Regions from separate parts of the Mus musculus genome. Here region 2 is linked to region 1. Evidence: chromatin contacts called from public Hi-C data. All regions are on one chromosome and are shown on one strand. The core of a region is the stretch at or near the end of the contact, and the rest is flanking DNA. Distances in the headings are between cores, read along the strand shown. Region 1 has its middle 80 kb from the start of Gm14009. Region 2 overlaps Morrbid (myeloid RNA regulator of BCL2L11 induced cell death).

Evidence for each region. A called contact is a pair of places that touch in the nucleus more often than the background predicts.
Region 2: a Hi-C map of bone marrow-derived macrophages shows a contact between it and region 1, with 40 read pairs. The contact joins two enhancer-like sites. A contact is called at or near these places in 1 of 15 datasets of contacts at CTCF or cohesin (CD8 T cells), 3 of 484 Hi-C or Micro-C datasets (the G1E-ER4 cell line, bone marrow-derived macrophages and cerebellum) and 3 of 115 datasets of contacts at active chromatin or transcription factors (CD8 T cells, embryonic stem cells and trophoblast stem cells).

What each region holds. Positions count from the first base shown.
Region 1 is chr2:128,246,156-128,253,220 of GRCm38.p6, reverse strand. No RefSeq gene overlaps it. Among named protein-coding and RNA genes, the nearest start is that of Gm14009, 80 kb to the right of the region's middle. Within about 2 kb of position 3,805, at least 26 of the 459 cell types and tissues checked have an H3K27ac peak or open chromatin away from gene starts, as enhancers often do. A contact at or near this core is called in bone marrow-derived macrophages, where this site is marked.
Region 2 is chr2:128,357,666-128,364,730 of GRCm38.p6, reverse strand. All of the region lies in intron 1 of Morrbid (myeloid RNA regulator of BCL2L11 induced cell death), which reads left to right. Among named protein-coding and RNA genes, the nearest start is that of Gm14010, 61 kb to the left of the region's middle. Within about 2 kb of position 3,925, at least 24 of the 459 cell types and tissues checked have an H3K27ac peak or open chromatin away from gene starts, as enhancers often do. A contact at or near this core is called in bone marrow-derived macrophages, where this site is marked.

The DNA of each region.
Region 1 (7,065 bases), core at 2,556-5,055:
GGTACCAGCCACATGAATATAGTATAGAATAGAGTTTATTGAGGGCATAGGGAGGGAAGTTGAGGGAGTGGAGACAGAGAAAGGCAAAGAGAGTGGGGGGAGAGAGAGCGAGAGAGAGAGAGAAGGAGGAGGAGGAGGAAGAAGAGGAGGAGGAGGAGGAGGAGGAGGAGGAGGAGGAGGAGAAGAAGAAGAAGAAGGAGAAGAAGAAGAAGAAGAAGAAGAAGAAGAAGAAGAAGAAGAAGAAGAAGAAGAAGAAGAAGAAGAAGAAAGAAAGAAAGAAAGAAAGAAAGAAAGAAAGAAAGGAAGGAAGGAAGGAAGGAAGGAAGGAAGGAAGAGAAAGAAAGAAAGAAAGAAAGAAAGAAAGAAAGAAAGAAAGAAAGAAAGGAAGGAAGGAAGAAAGAAAGAAAGAGAGAGAGAGAGAGAAAGAAAGAAAGAAAGAGAGAAAGAAGCTGGCCATGAGCACGTGGAGAGAGAGGGGAATGGGGAAAGAGAGAGAAGAGGGTAAGGGGCAAGAGCAAGAGGAGATGAGTACAAGAGAGTGAGAAGGGGGCAAGGAACCCCTTTTCAAGTGAGTCAGGCACACCTGGCTGTTATCAGGTAACTGTGGAGCCTAGATGAAATGCCAACAATGTAAGTTTGGGACAGAACGAGCCTAGTATATTTAAGTTAGTTTCAGGAAGTTCCTGAAGGCTTTGAGTTGTTTCCTTTTTGAGCTCCAGGAGCTTCCCTGCAGGATGAAAAGCTTCTCTTCTCCTTAGAACTGTGGTTCTCAACCTTCCTAATGCTGTGACCCTTTAATACAATTCCTCAGGTTGTGGTGACCTCCAACCATAAAATTGGTTTTGTTGCTACTTCATAACTGTAATTTTGCTACTGTTATGAATCATTATGTAAATATCTGTTTTCTGGTGGACTTAGGCAACCTGTGGAGAGGTCCTTTGACACCCCCACAAATCCTGTTGTCTCACCTTCCTCCTAACTTTCTGTATCTTAACAAGCTTCTCTCTGAGATGGAAGGCTCTAATCTAGAAAAACCCTGCCATCCAACATCAAGGGCCTGCCCACTATCTTTGAGTGTGACAGAATTCCGGGCATGGTACAAGAGTCAGGATTCCTTGGATGAGACCACTTATGATGTGGAGCCATAGAAGGGACATCCCCATTCATTATTTTAAAATACTCATACTAAGTTTCTGATTTCATTTTTATGAATTATCGGTGACTTTCAGCGGGTAGAGTGAGACTGAAGCTTTGGACCAATGGGAAAGAACTATTTGCCACATATATTCAGACATTCCTTCTATAAAGAGGGAGGAGGCATGGAATATCTACCACAGTCCCTGCTAACTACATAAGCCTTGACTATGTGATAGGCCAATAACTAATTTTTGAGAGCAAACACCTTCCCAGCACCCCAGTCTTCCACCTTCTTGCCCAGAGTCTGTTTCTCAGCTTCCTTTATAGTAATGTAGAAGAAGCCAGCCCCAACCTGTAGAAACAGTCTATTTCTGAGACCGGGGCACACAATTGTTCACATTTGAATTATTCTAAAATCAGGATGTGTCCTATACTCTGCCTAGTTTCTTTCTTTCTCTTTCTGTCTTTCTTTTTTGTTGTTCTCCGACAAATTGCTGCTAGAACAACGGTGTGTCTTACAATTGATGACATCTCAGAACCAAAGAAATCAGCAGTTAACATCACGGGCTGGCATCCTAACATCCACCCATGTAGACTTCTAGGAGCCACTGTGGAGTTGTATCTTGCTTTGCTCTAAAAGTCCTTTGGCGTAAACCCGGAGCAAACAGATTCTTAGGTTCCCTAGGTCCCCTGACCATGCCAGAACACAGCAAACAAAAGAGCACACGTGTGGTCAGCCACACCAGCCTCACCAACAGTCTTCCTACTTCTCCATCTGAACAGCTGCCAGCAACAGAAATGATCTCAGGACACAACCCTCTCCTGAGCCTCTTAGAATACTCTGGAAGTCAGTGACCCGAGTTGTATCAAGCAAGCCAAGATGGGAACACAATTCCAGGGAAGGCAACCAGGCTGGAGGGGAGAGTGGGAAAGGCCCAGCACCAAGGGGCAATAGCACACTGTGCAGCATCCGTTGGTGCATCTCCCAGGGTGCACCCCTCAGCACCTAAAGGCTGATGCAGCATACCACATCTGCCAGGAGCTGACAAGTGTGTGTGGCCCGCCCCTTTCTTAGAAAGCCACAGCACAGTCAAGGCTCTAAGAAGTCCTGTAGCAGAGAACCCCGGAGAACTTTGGTTTAATGCATTTGAAACTTATCACATCAAAGAACTTTTTTTTTTAAGTATATAATTTAGTAACACCCTTTAACATGCCAGAATGTGAAGTGTCTACAGAATAGCTATAACAGTCCTGCCCTGTACAGACCCATCAGGAACTGAGTGACAAAGTCATAGATCTCCAGCTGACCATGGGACAAAGAAAACAAGAGTGAAGAAGTGAGGGGCAAAACCCGGAAAGACAGGTGTCAGAGCATGCGTGGAAATCCTCCCAGTGGGAGCACTCAGCCAGGCACCTCTACGAGACTGGCTTTGTCCGCCCTCCTCGGTTTCAGTGCTGAGGACTGGTGTTAAGTCTTGTAGGGTGTTGTCTTGGACAAGAGCCAAGTTGCTTTTGGTAAAACCTTTTCTTGAAATGGGGACTTCTGTGCCCAAAAGTGACAGAAACTGACAAGGCTTCTCTCTCTCTCTCTCTCTCTCTCTCTCTCTCTCTCTCTCTCTCTCTCTCTGAGTCTGAGTACTTCAAAGATAGAAAGGAAGAAAAACACTGGGAAGCCACAAACTGATAATTAAAATTATGGTGGCCACTGGAGATGTACAGGCTAAACAATGCCACAAAGGACTAGGAAGGTGTGAATTTGTTGGTGACACCATTTCTGCTGCTGTGCTAAAATACCCTGACAAAAGCAACTTAGAGGAGAAAGGGGCTCGTCTAAATTCACAACTCCAGGTTAGGTCCACCATTGTGGGGATGTCAAAGGCAGGAACCTCCAATGGCTAGTCATAGTACTTCCATAGCCAAGAGCATACAGTATGTACGATGGCCAAGCTTAGGTCAGTTTCTCCACTCATACAGTTTAGGACCCCATGCCTAAGGAATGGTGCTGCCCACAGTGGGTTAGTTCTTCCAATATCAATTAACTCAAGACAATCCTCCTCAGATATGTCCAAAAGACCAACCTGATGTGGGTAATACCCCACTGAGGCTCTCTTCTCAGGTGATTCTAGATTGTGTCAAATGACAATTAAACTAACCAGATGGAAAAGGAAGTGTGCCTGAGGTGGTAACAACCACCCCGTGCCAGAAATTCCTGGGGTTAACTCTTCCTCATGATAGCAGGGATTCTGGGAAACAGCAGCCGGGATATTTGTGGGAATTCAAAAGAGGAAGTGATACTCCAAGTTTGTTTCCTTTTTTTTTTTTAATTGTTTTTGCAGGGCTGGGGGTGGGATCTAAGGCCTCACACATATTAGGCAAGCTCTATCATCTGAGTTAGTCCTCAACTCTTCATGCAAAGTTCTGAAGGGTTAGCTGTTGGATGAAGTTGGTAGCATCTGGAAGAAGCAGGAGGCACAGTAAAGGGGCCGGGAAGGGGCTAGCTGGTTGAGGTTGGGAATAGTCATGAGAGGTGAACCCATGGTCAGAGACCTGAGAGACCCACGTAAGTCAGCTCTGTAGATTTCTCCAGTTGACTATAAAGTCACCAGCATCTGGTATTGCTTCCAAGCTGGTCACAGCTTCTCCTCAGACTCCAAGCCTGGCTGTTGCACCATCAACTGTAGTCCCCACCCTTCCTTCTGCCTCACACTTGAGCAACTTGGCTCACCCCACTGATACCTCAGGCTGCCCAGAAGGCATGCAAGATCGCAGCCTATATTCAGGCCTTATGAACAGGGTCGTGTTGTGCAGGAAAGGGTAAGCAAGAGTTGAGATCTAGTTTCTACCAGTATTGATTACTTTTCTAGTTGCTATGGCAAAAAGCGATTTACAGTGGGAAGAGTTTATTTTAGCTTATGGTCTGGGGGGTACAGTCCGTCATGGTAAGGAATGCATGGTGACAGGAGTGTGAAGACACTGGACACATTGTATCTGCAGTGGGAACTGGGAAGAGTGGATGCTAGGGCTCTGCTGGTTTTGGTTTCTTCTCTTACTACTTTTTGTTCACTCTAGGACCCCAGTTCATGGAAGAGAGCTGTCCACTTTGAAAGTGGTCTTCTTCCCCAGTTAAACTTCTCTGATCACGGGTTCTACTCTCTGGCACATCCAGAGGTGTGTCTCCTAGGTGATTCTCAGACACAGAGGTGTGTCTTCTCAGTGATTGTAAATCTTGTCAAGTTGACAATCAACATTAACGCAATCCCATTTTCCAAGGTGTGACACAGGGAAAGGGTTCTCTTCTCTATTCACACAAAAGCACCTTGCAGGCTGTGCCCACAGTCTGGTCCCAAATGCCTTACTCTATATTCTCTACTGGCCACAATGGACTTCCTAGCTCATGAAGACCAATCCAGGAGAGCTGAGGAAAAGTGGATGCTGAAACATGATGGTTCAGATGTTTCCATTTACAGGGGTGTGTGTGTGCATATGTCTGTGCATGTGTGTGTGTATGTATGTGTGTGTGTATGTGTGCATGTGTATGTGTGTGCATGTGTGTGTGCATGTGTGTGTACATGTGTGTGCATGTGTGTGTATGTATGTGTGTGCGTGCATGTGTGTGTATGTGTGTACGTGTGTGTGTGCATTTGTATTGTGTGCATGTGTATGTGTGCATGTGTGCATTTAAGTGGATGGATGCTGATGGCTAATGTATTCAGCTTTGAAAGATAGTAACTACCTAACTGGAGCTACTTTAGACAGGAAATTCCATTGGTTACAACTCTAGATACAATTGCTTACAGAATACAAGGATTTTCCTCTCCACCCACTTAATCCTGTAGAGAGCCTATTTTTATTTTCTTCTCTTGCAGATGAGGAAATAGAGGCTTCCAGAGGTGAAGGGATTGGCCCCAGGCCACTGCAGTTAGCGCTACTCCAATTAACAGCTGTTGTCCTTGTCTACTCGGAGCACTTCACACATTTGTTCATTAATCTCATCCCTTGAGACAGTTGCTGCCACTCTTTCCCGCCCTAACGGGAGGTTCAGAGAGAGCACAGATGTGGGATTCTACTGTCCTCTGTTCTCATGTGCTGACAGCTTTGCCTCCTGGTACCTGAGCTGAGATATGCAGGGTGCCTCATTGGGAAACTCCAAAGCCTCCGTACCTACCAGTGTGGCTCCAAGCAGAGGATTCTGTGTCATTTCAGCAAGACAGACCTGTTCTACACCCTGCTCTGCTAGGGTCTAGGTAGGACGAGCCAGGACTAGAGGAATGGACTGTTGCTTACCCTTCAGTGCCTCCTGTGTTTCCTATGGGACAAGAGCACAGCCTAGTCACTGTGTCCTGGCTGAGGGTCCCAGTGAAGGGACCCACAGATGGGACTCCTAGCTGGTGCCTCGGACTCAGCAGAAGATGGAGACCGGCTCTTCTGCCATTCCAGGCAGAGAAGACAGCACTCTAGGAGCAACCCAGGCCTGCATACTGAGCTACTGCAGAGCCAGACTGGGATGGACTGGTGGACACAGCTAGGCTCAGGACATTCATATACCCAGTAGTGTGGCAGGTTCTTGCCTGCTTACCTCTTGGGAGTACAGTATTTGGTATAGACTAGCACTGCCCAGGAAGGCCCTGAATATCAGAGACTGACAGAAAGAAAGGAAGACGGGAGGGACAGAGAGGAAAAGGAGATGGGAGATGGAGGAAGGGGAAAGGAGCAGAAAGAAAGGCTCCTTCTCCATCTGAACAGGCAGAGGTCACTGTAGAGGAGTTGTGCAGACCCGAGTGGGGCAGGAGGATGGATGTCTCCCATATTTTGCAGATTCTCAGGTCAGAGGAGCCTCCCAGGGTTCTAGTGTGTAGATAAAACATGAGTTAAATACATGGTGAAGGGAGCCAGAGACAAGCTCAATTAGTAAAAGGCTCAGGCCCCAGGTCCCATGTAAGGAAATCCCAGTGTGCTGCCTTTCTTCGCTCATAATCCCAGCACCAAGAAGGTGGAGACAGGAGAATTCCTGGAACTTCACTTGCTGGCCAGTCTGTCTATCAGAATCAGCAAGGCCCATGCCAACTAAATGATCTCTCTCAAGATTTTTAAAAAAACAAACAAACAAGCAAACCCAGAGGCTTGGTTCTTGAGATGTAACTCCCGAGGCTGGACTGTCTTCCACGTGCATTTGTATATATGTGCACATATACAAATAAATACAAGCAGAAAAAAATATCTACAAAAGCAGACGTCAGGCTCTGCCTGCTCTTTTCATGGTGGGCCCCTCCTATTCGCACCTCCCAAGGGTGGGGATGACAGACATACATAGCAAAGCCCAGTTTATGCCGTGCTAGGGAGCAAAGCATAGGCTCTGTGCATGCTGAGCAGAAACACGACTAATGAAGCCATAGCCTCAGCCCCACTTCCTTTATTATGATTGCATCATGTGTATTATTTCCAGAAAATTAAAAACTAGAGCAAAATAAAAGGAGAAAATTAAATCCAGCTAAAATCTAACTATTGCAACTCATAGTGGTGTGCTGCCCAGTAACTCTCCAGTGTGTCTATATCTACACCATTGCTTATGCCTGAGTTGTGTATATTTCAGTCATCCATCCATTTATACATGTATACGCATCCATGAAGAAGATCATGCATATGTATATGCAGTTATACATAGTATCATATATGTGCATATGTGTTTGTGAGGTTGCCCTTGGCATCTATAGGGGACTGCTTCCTGGAGCGTCTAACCTCTCAGATGCCCAAATCTTATAAGTGCTCAAGCCCCTCATATAAACTGATTCAGTATTTGCAATGGACCTGCATATACCATCCTATAAAATTTAAACAGTCCTCAGTTAACTTAGATGTTGTGTTAGTAGTTGTATCATTTAGGAAAAATATCTGTCGTTGTTAAATACAAATGCAGTTACAACAAATATT
Region 2 (7,065 bases), core at 2,676-5,175, 110 kb before region 1:
TCATTCTCTGGGGTTCAGGGGAGCCATTTACCTGTACTGACAGACATGTGAGGCTATTGTGGGAAACCTTGAAAAAAAAGGGGATCCCTGGTTTTTCTGAAGTCACCAGCAATTGGTGCTCACAACTGTCACCACAAGAGACCCAAAAGCAAAACAAGAGGAGTGGGGGCTTTTCTAGGAATTCCCTGTGCTCCTCTTGGCGTGGCAAGGTGACCAAGGTTCCTGGTTCACCTTTAGACAGTGTAGAGGCGGCACATTACAGAACTGCCTGGGCCAAGCGAGGGTTGCTGTCAGAGTCAGCTGACTCCGATAAGGAAATCCCTCACAGGCAACTCCTAGTTGTAGCTGCGCGCCTCCCCCTCCTTCCACTGGGCGTGGAACAAGGAAGATCAAATGCACTGCGCGCTCTGCACACTGGAAATCGGGAACTTGATCACTGCGGGCTGATGATGTGTTTTGAAAAAAGAGCGGAGGAGAGGTGTTCTTTCCCCAAAAGTTCCCATCCACTGTTGAGTAAACACCATAAATCTACGGCAGGAGACAGGCTGCCAGCACTCCGATTACCTCCTGCTACACTTTTAGCTTCAACTTTTAATTCCCTGAACATGAACAACCTTGTATTCCAGCACAGGTCTGATTAATGAGGCAAGTTCACCATCGTAGGGCCAAAGAGCAGCTGCCCACCCTCTTCCCTCCTTTCCCCCCTGTGGCTCAGTAACCATTTAAGGAACCCCATTCCCCAGCCCCCAAATATACAAGGCAACGGGCTACAATAAAATCTATAGGCTGTGGCAGATAAACTCCTTTGTCTCTACCAGAGCTCGCTGCTGACAGGGAGCAGGACTTCTCCAGTTTGCCCTGGGGAATCTAAAATGTCTCACTGCTAGCTCCAGCAGGAGTCTTGTACACCTTGCCTAGGGAGTCACTGAAAGTCTGTGGGATACAGACAGGACCATCTGCTTCCCGGACTACTGCATAGTTGAAGCTATGGCCAAAGATCACATCCTCAAGATGATCCAAATTTACACCCAGGAAAAAAAAGGAGATCGTCTTATTAAAATATCTGTACTCCAAATACACTGATGAGTGTCTTGAATAATTTTGGCATGGGGGAGAGCCGACTGAGTATTTAACACGTGCTAGACACCCTCCTAAGAACTGTCATGGTGCTCCTGTGAATAGTTTTGGGGAGCTCTGGAAAGGCTCCACATAATGAGTTCTGCATATCTGACATCATTTGCTGACAACAGCAGCCCTGGGTGGTTGGTGGCATTAGCTCCATGCTTCCCCCGTGAGTGAGCAGAGGCTTATGGGAGGACATGGTGTGCTATGTGGCTAGTCTCTGTTGTCATCTTGACTGCATCTAGAATCAGCTAAAACCCAAGCCTTGGGCAACTCTTGTGGAGGATTTTTCTTATCAATTTTTTGAGGCAGGAATATTTACCCCAGTGCTGGACTTCTGGTGACAGACCACGTAAAAGGATGTGGAAGAAGGAAACTTTGCGTTTTGCCTACTTAGCCTCACTCCTTCTGGCAAGACCATCTATCCTATTGCTACATTTCATCACCAACATTAGAACTAACTTCTTTGGGATTCTAATATAGACTGAAGCCAGTGTCTCTCCAGGGGTCCTCCAGGACACTACATGGGAGCTATGAGACAGTGTGAAAAGGCCATTGCTGGATTAGCTGGGCTATATCCTGTAAGCAGTCTAAGAAATCCTATATATATTCTCTACTTTGAAGAGCCCTGGCTAATACACTTGTCCGGGGATCCAGTTTGAGTCTGAGCTCTGCTCTGGCTTCAACTTCACCCTCAGTAATCCATAGACTCACCTCGGTAATTGCATCCACTGCCCACTACTAATCCTCACACGTACACGTCTACACACACGCACCCTCGTCCACACTTGCTTCAGCATTAGATTCATTCCCTCAAGAGAACCTGGATTGATCCAAAATGTAGAGATCTAGAATATAACTTCCCCACGCTGTTAAGGCTTTCACAGAATCAAACTTCCAACTGAGTTTTGATTTTTCAGCAAACTTTTGTTCAAAATGGCTAGCTGGAAATTATCTTAGATGTGCAGGCCCTTCAGTGTCTTAGAGCTTCTCTGCCAGTGTAGCATAGCAACAGCCAGAGGTGATGCACAGAGGAGAGCCATTGTGTTCTAATAAAATGTTATTACAAACAAGACAAAAACTCTGGGCAGCCTAGGAATTTGGAGCAATGGACAGTAGTTTGAGACTCCATCATTTTCAACTCAAGACACCATTAAAAGTAATATTAGGACGCTAGCGTTTTAGATATAGGGTCAGTCCAACCTACCAGAAGTGAACGTGGAGGCAGGGTCCTTGCAGGTAGGCAGTAGAAGTATGGGGACATTGTTGTCACAGCCAGGTATCCTGGGCCAGGCAGAGCCCAATTAACATTCTACATAAAAGTTCCCTGGCCTAGCTTAAGAAACCAGACACCAGGCAACTGAGTGCATCCCTACTGCTGCCAGTGTGTGTGTGTGTGTGTGTGTGTGTGTGTGTGTGTGTTGCTAACTATGGTGAATCTAGGGAAGACCATCCACATCTCCCCAGAGGGACAGATGCATGAGGCCTGAGCATATTGGCACAAGGTCCTTTGGACGAATCACTATGAACCCCAGGCTCATACGTCTGCTATGCTATCTTCCTTGTTCCTCGGTCCTGGTCCCGGGAAGAGTACCCATCTGAGTGGGGCCCTGTGCTGTCTACCTACAGATCACAGTGATGTGAGAACGTGGTCCCGGTGTCTTACGTCCTGGCCTTAGTTCCTGGTCCTGCCTCTCCCTGGCCCAGGCAGCAAAGGCCACCACAGTGAGCAGACCCCATAACAGACAGGGGACAGTTCACAGTACAGCCCTGAGTCACTCTACCACCAAGACAATTTTTGCAACCTCTCTGAGCCCTAGTTTCCCCTTTGGTAAATGGATGACAGGATTAGCTTTTGCCCGGAGGAGATGTAAGGAAGAAGAGAAGTAGGACCTAGAAAAGGCCAGCCCCCAGAGAAGAGGCCTCCACACTGAGCTGCCAGGAAAGGCTTCTGCCATCTGTTCATGCCTCAGAGCCAATGCTGCTCAGAGGGGAGCCTGGCCAGGTATTTAAAAGGGACCTTGACTTACTTTGTGGTAATCAATCTGGCCCTCTGTTTGAGAGTCTGAGAACCACACTCAGTTTCATTCACACCCTGCCTGCCCTTCATGCCAGATGTGGCCCTTGCCTCTCCAGTGTTATTCAACCCTCACATGCAGCTTTCAAAAACACCCCAAACTCATCACCATGTAGGGGTGGGGAAAACTGAGGCACTCAATTTAAACAATCCCCCAGGGCAAAGGAAAGTCCTGGTGCTGGGATTAGAACCTGTGGTGAGCACCTGAGTTGTCCCTCCTAACCACAGGTATCTAGGACACAGCATGGGCTAGGCCTTAGCTGGACATGGAGGTGCTCTGAGTCCACACTGGGACAACTGAGGCAAGGCCCAGCTCTCTATGGGACACACCTGTTCCTTTAGCGCCAGCTGCCCTGAGCAGGACATAGTGAAGTCACTAGCTCCACTGGACTCTTAGCTTTCCAGAGCCCAGGGACATTCAAAGGTGTGGGCAATGAGAGCCTGGGATTGCACTGTGCAGAGGACAGCAGAGGAGGAGGGTGTCACCAACAGTGACTAGAGATGGACATGGCTTTTGTCATCATCTCCATGCCCTTGAGGTGGGAAGGATGAGTCAGGTAGGAAGGCAAGTGGTCCCCTAATTCCTGAAAGGGGGCTCCTGGCTCCTGGTTGGAGCTCCATTTGCCTGTATCCTGGGCCTGGGAACAGGGACTCTGGGAGTAGAGCTGAGCCCCCACTGGGAAGTGAGAGCCTGGCTTAGTTCCTCATATGAGGCACACCCAAATTCCCAAGGCCTCAAGTTGCTCAACTGTGTCAGGGAAAGCCTGGGCCACCGCTTTCCGAATAGTGGCTGAGTCTAAACTTTGGTGACCAGAGTCTGGCCTGTCTGGCCTCAGAGACTGAGGAACACACTCTCCATGTCCCATAGTCCACACAGGGAGGAGAGAGCTGCGATTCTGATGGCCAAGGGACAGCTGTTCCCCATTCATCTTTGTCAAGCTCTGACGCCTTTGGGGACTAAACTTGAAGGACAATTTTGACGGTTGTAACCAAGAGAGCTGAAGGAGGTCAAGGACACCCTACCCCAACCCTACCCCTGCGTTATTCTGGGACTTTTTTCTTGCTCAGGAGAAGACATTTTGGTAAACAAGGGCTGTGACCAAATGTACCTCCCCTCCCCCTCTCCCACACCACACTCTGTCACCCAGGCTGGAAAGAAATGAGCCAGCAAGAAGTATTTCATGTCTAGCTACCATCTTTTGAGACATACCTGCTTGGGACACCTATGAACCAAGACCCTTGGCCCAGTTCTACCGCCACCTCCACCTAACCATCATGAACATACACACACACACACACACACACACACACACACACACTGTGATTTAAATGCCTTAATGGCCTATGGCCCTCAAAGCAAAGCCCCTCAGGGAGCCTTTAGCAGTTCCTACTCTGAGTGCTGCCTGTCTGGACTTCTTCCTGGGATATAACTCTAGGTGGGTACCTGGCAGCCCTGTTTATTCGGACCTTTGGCCTGGCCCTGTTCCCAACATGCACTGCAGCTCGCATGGTGGGTCCTCCTTTTCGCCTTATAGAATAATCAATTCCCGCCAGCTGGGTGATTTAGGCCGAGAGTGGGCACAGTAAGCGAGATGCTGAATGACTCTCAGAGCCACGGGCTCCGAGGTGCCTGGCCCAGGGGACTTTCGGGAGGGGTTGCAGGCTCCAGTATTTGGAGGCTGTTTCCCAGCAGGAGGAAGTCTGGACACCTCCTGGGATTTCCCTGTGGCTTAAGGAACCCGCTTGGTTCCTCTAGCTTTTGCTCTTCTCCTGCAGAGTACCCGTCTTTCCCATGCTGCCTTCAACTCTTGGGAGCTTCCAGTAGCACCGATGTTTGCTGGTACAGTTCAGGAGGCTGAAATAACTCTCACTAGCAGGAGTCAAGGTGCCATGGGTCTGGTACCAGCAGATAGCTTTCGCCTCCCTCTGTTTTGGTTTCTCTAGGCTATTAGCACTCCTTGTCTGTGGACCCTTCCTCTCTCTATATTACAGAATGACTCTTCTGCCCACCCCCATCTCCCCTCCTCTGGCCTTATGTCTCTGTTTTATGAGGCTCTGGATGATAACAAAGTTGTACTCGGGGACCAGAGGCTGCAGGTGTTTTGAGAGTGAGTCTCCTGCCGCTCCCACCTGTGTGCTGAGGTTGCAGGTGAGCACTGTGGGGCCCAGGTGAGAGTGTGTTTTAGTTACATTTATATCGCTGTGACAAAACAACATGACCTGGGCTATTATTAGAAGGAGGGGGTTACTTGGGATCACAGGTCCAGAGGGATAAAGTCCCCTGCTGCTATGATGAGGAAGTGCGGCAGCAAGCAGGCATGACAGCTCAGACAGCTTAGTGTCTTAAACCACAAGCAGGGGGCTGGAGAGATGGCTCAGCAGTTAAGAGCACTGACTGTTCTTCCAGAGGTCCTGAGTTCAATTCCCAGCAACAACATGGTGGCTCACAACCATCTGTAATGAGATCTGATGCCCTCTTCTGGTGTGTCTAAAGACAGCTACAGTGTGCTTATATATAATTAATAAAGTAATCTTTAAAAAAAAACCCACAAGCAGGAAGTAGAGCAAACTGGGAATGATGCATTGCTCAGAAAGCTCAAAGCCCACTACCCAAATGACATATTTCCCCTGTAAGATCACACCCCCATGAGCCTCCATGAGCCTCCCCAAACAGTCCCAAATGCCAGAGACTATGGGAAGCATTCGTCAGTAATACCTCCACAGAATGGTTGAAATCTAGTAAGATATGGGGTGTGGGCAGCTAGCTGGGTAAGTGTGTGTGTTTCTGTATATGTATGTGTGTGTCTGTATCTGTGTCTCTGTATATGTTTCTGTATGTGTGCATGTCTCTGTGTGTATGTCTGTGTGTATGTCTGTATTGTGTGTATGTGTTTCTGTGTTCCTCTATGTGTGTGTGCCTGTATATATGTATATGTATCTCTATGTATCTCTGTGTGTTTGTATGTATGATGTATGTATGTATGTGTGTCTGTGTATGTCTCTGTATGTGTGTGTCTGTATATGTATGTGTGTTTGTCTGTGTGTGTATGTCTCTGTGTGTGTGTCTATGAGTGTCTGTGTGTGTATATATGTATGTGTATTTTTGTGTGTCTCTATGTGTGTGTGTCTGTATGTGTTTGTATATGTATTTTGTATGTCTGTGTGTGTGTCTGGGCAGGGATCGGGGAGGGCATACCAACAATAACACAACCCAGGAGAACTGGCTGGATCAGAAAGGGTATTAACCACTATATCCGAGGTCCTCCAAAGACTGCTTGAGAGTTGGGGGTTTGACAATGACCCAAGGTCTCTAGTCAGCAGATCTTGGTCCTCAGCCAGGTGGGCAATCATCTGGGTTTGCTCGGGACTGAGGATCTCCTGGGAAGGGCTTTTGGCACTAAAGCCAGGTCAGTCTTGGGGGGGCCTGGAGAGCAGGTATCCTATCTCCCCCACCCCCAACTCTGTGGCTGAGAAAGGATCTAACCCCCTTTTGTCTTCAGCCTTGATCACTGGACAGATGCCCACTCTGGTTACTCTTGTGTGTGTGTGGGGGGGGGGGGGGTAGGGGTTGCTCTCAACATCTCTCTTGGAATAGAAGCCAGAATTTTTCCAGGATTTTGGACTGGGAAGTGGAAAGTGAGCACTTAAAAACCTTTAGGGTTTCATGAGAAGAATCAGATTTTATTTTAACAGTAAATTATAATATTTGACAAAATGCAGACACATTGCTTCTCAGAGCTGGTACTGAGTCAGCGTGGAAAGTATTCTTTCTCTAGAGCAGCGGTTTTGTCCTCGGCCTTCCTGGTGCTAAGACCCTTTAATACAGTTGCTTGTGCTGTGACACCAGCTGTAAAATTAGTGCATTG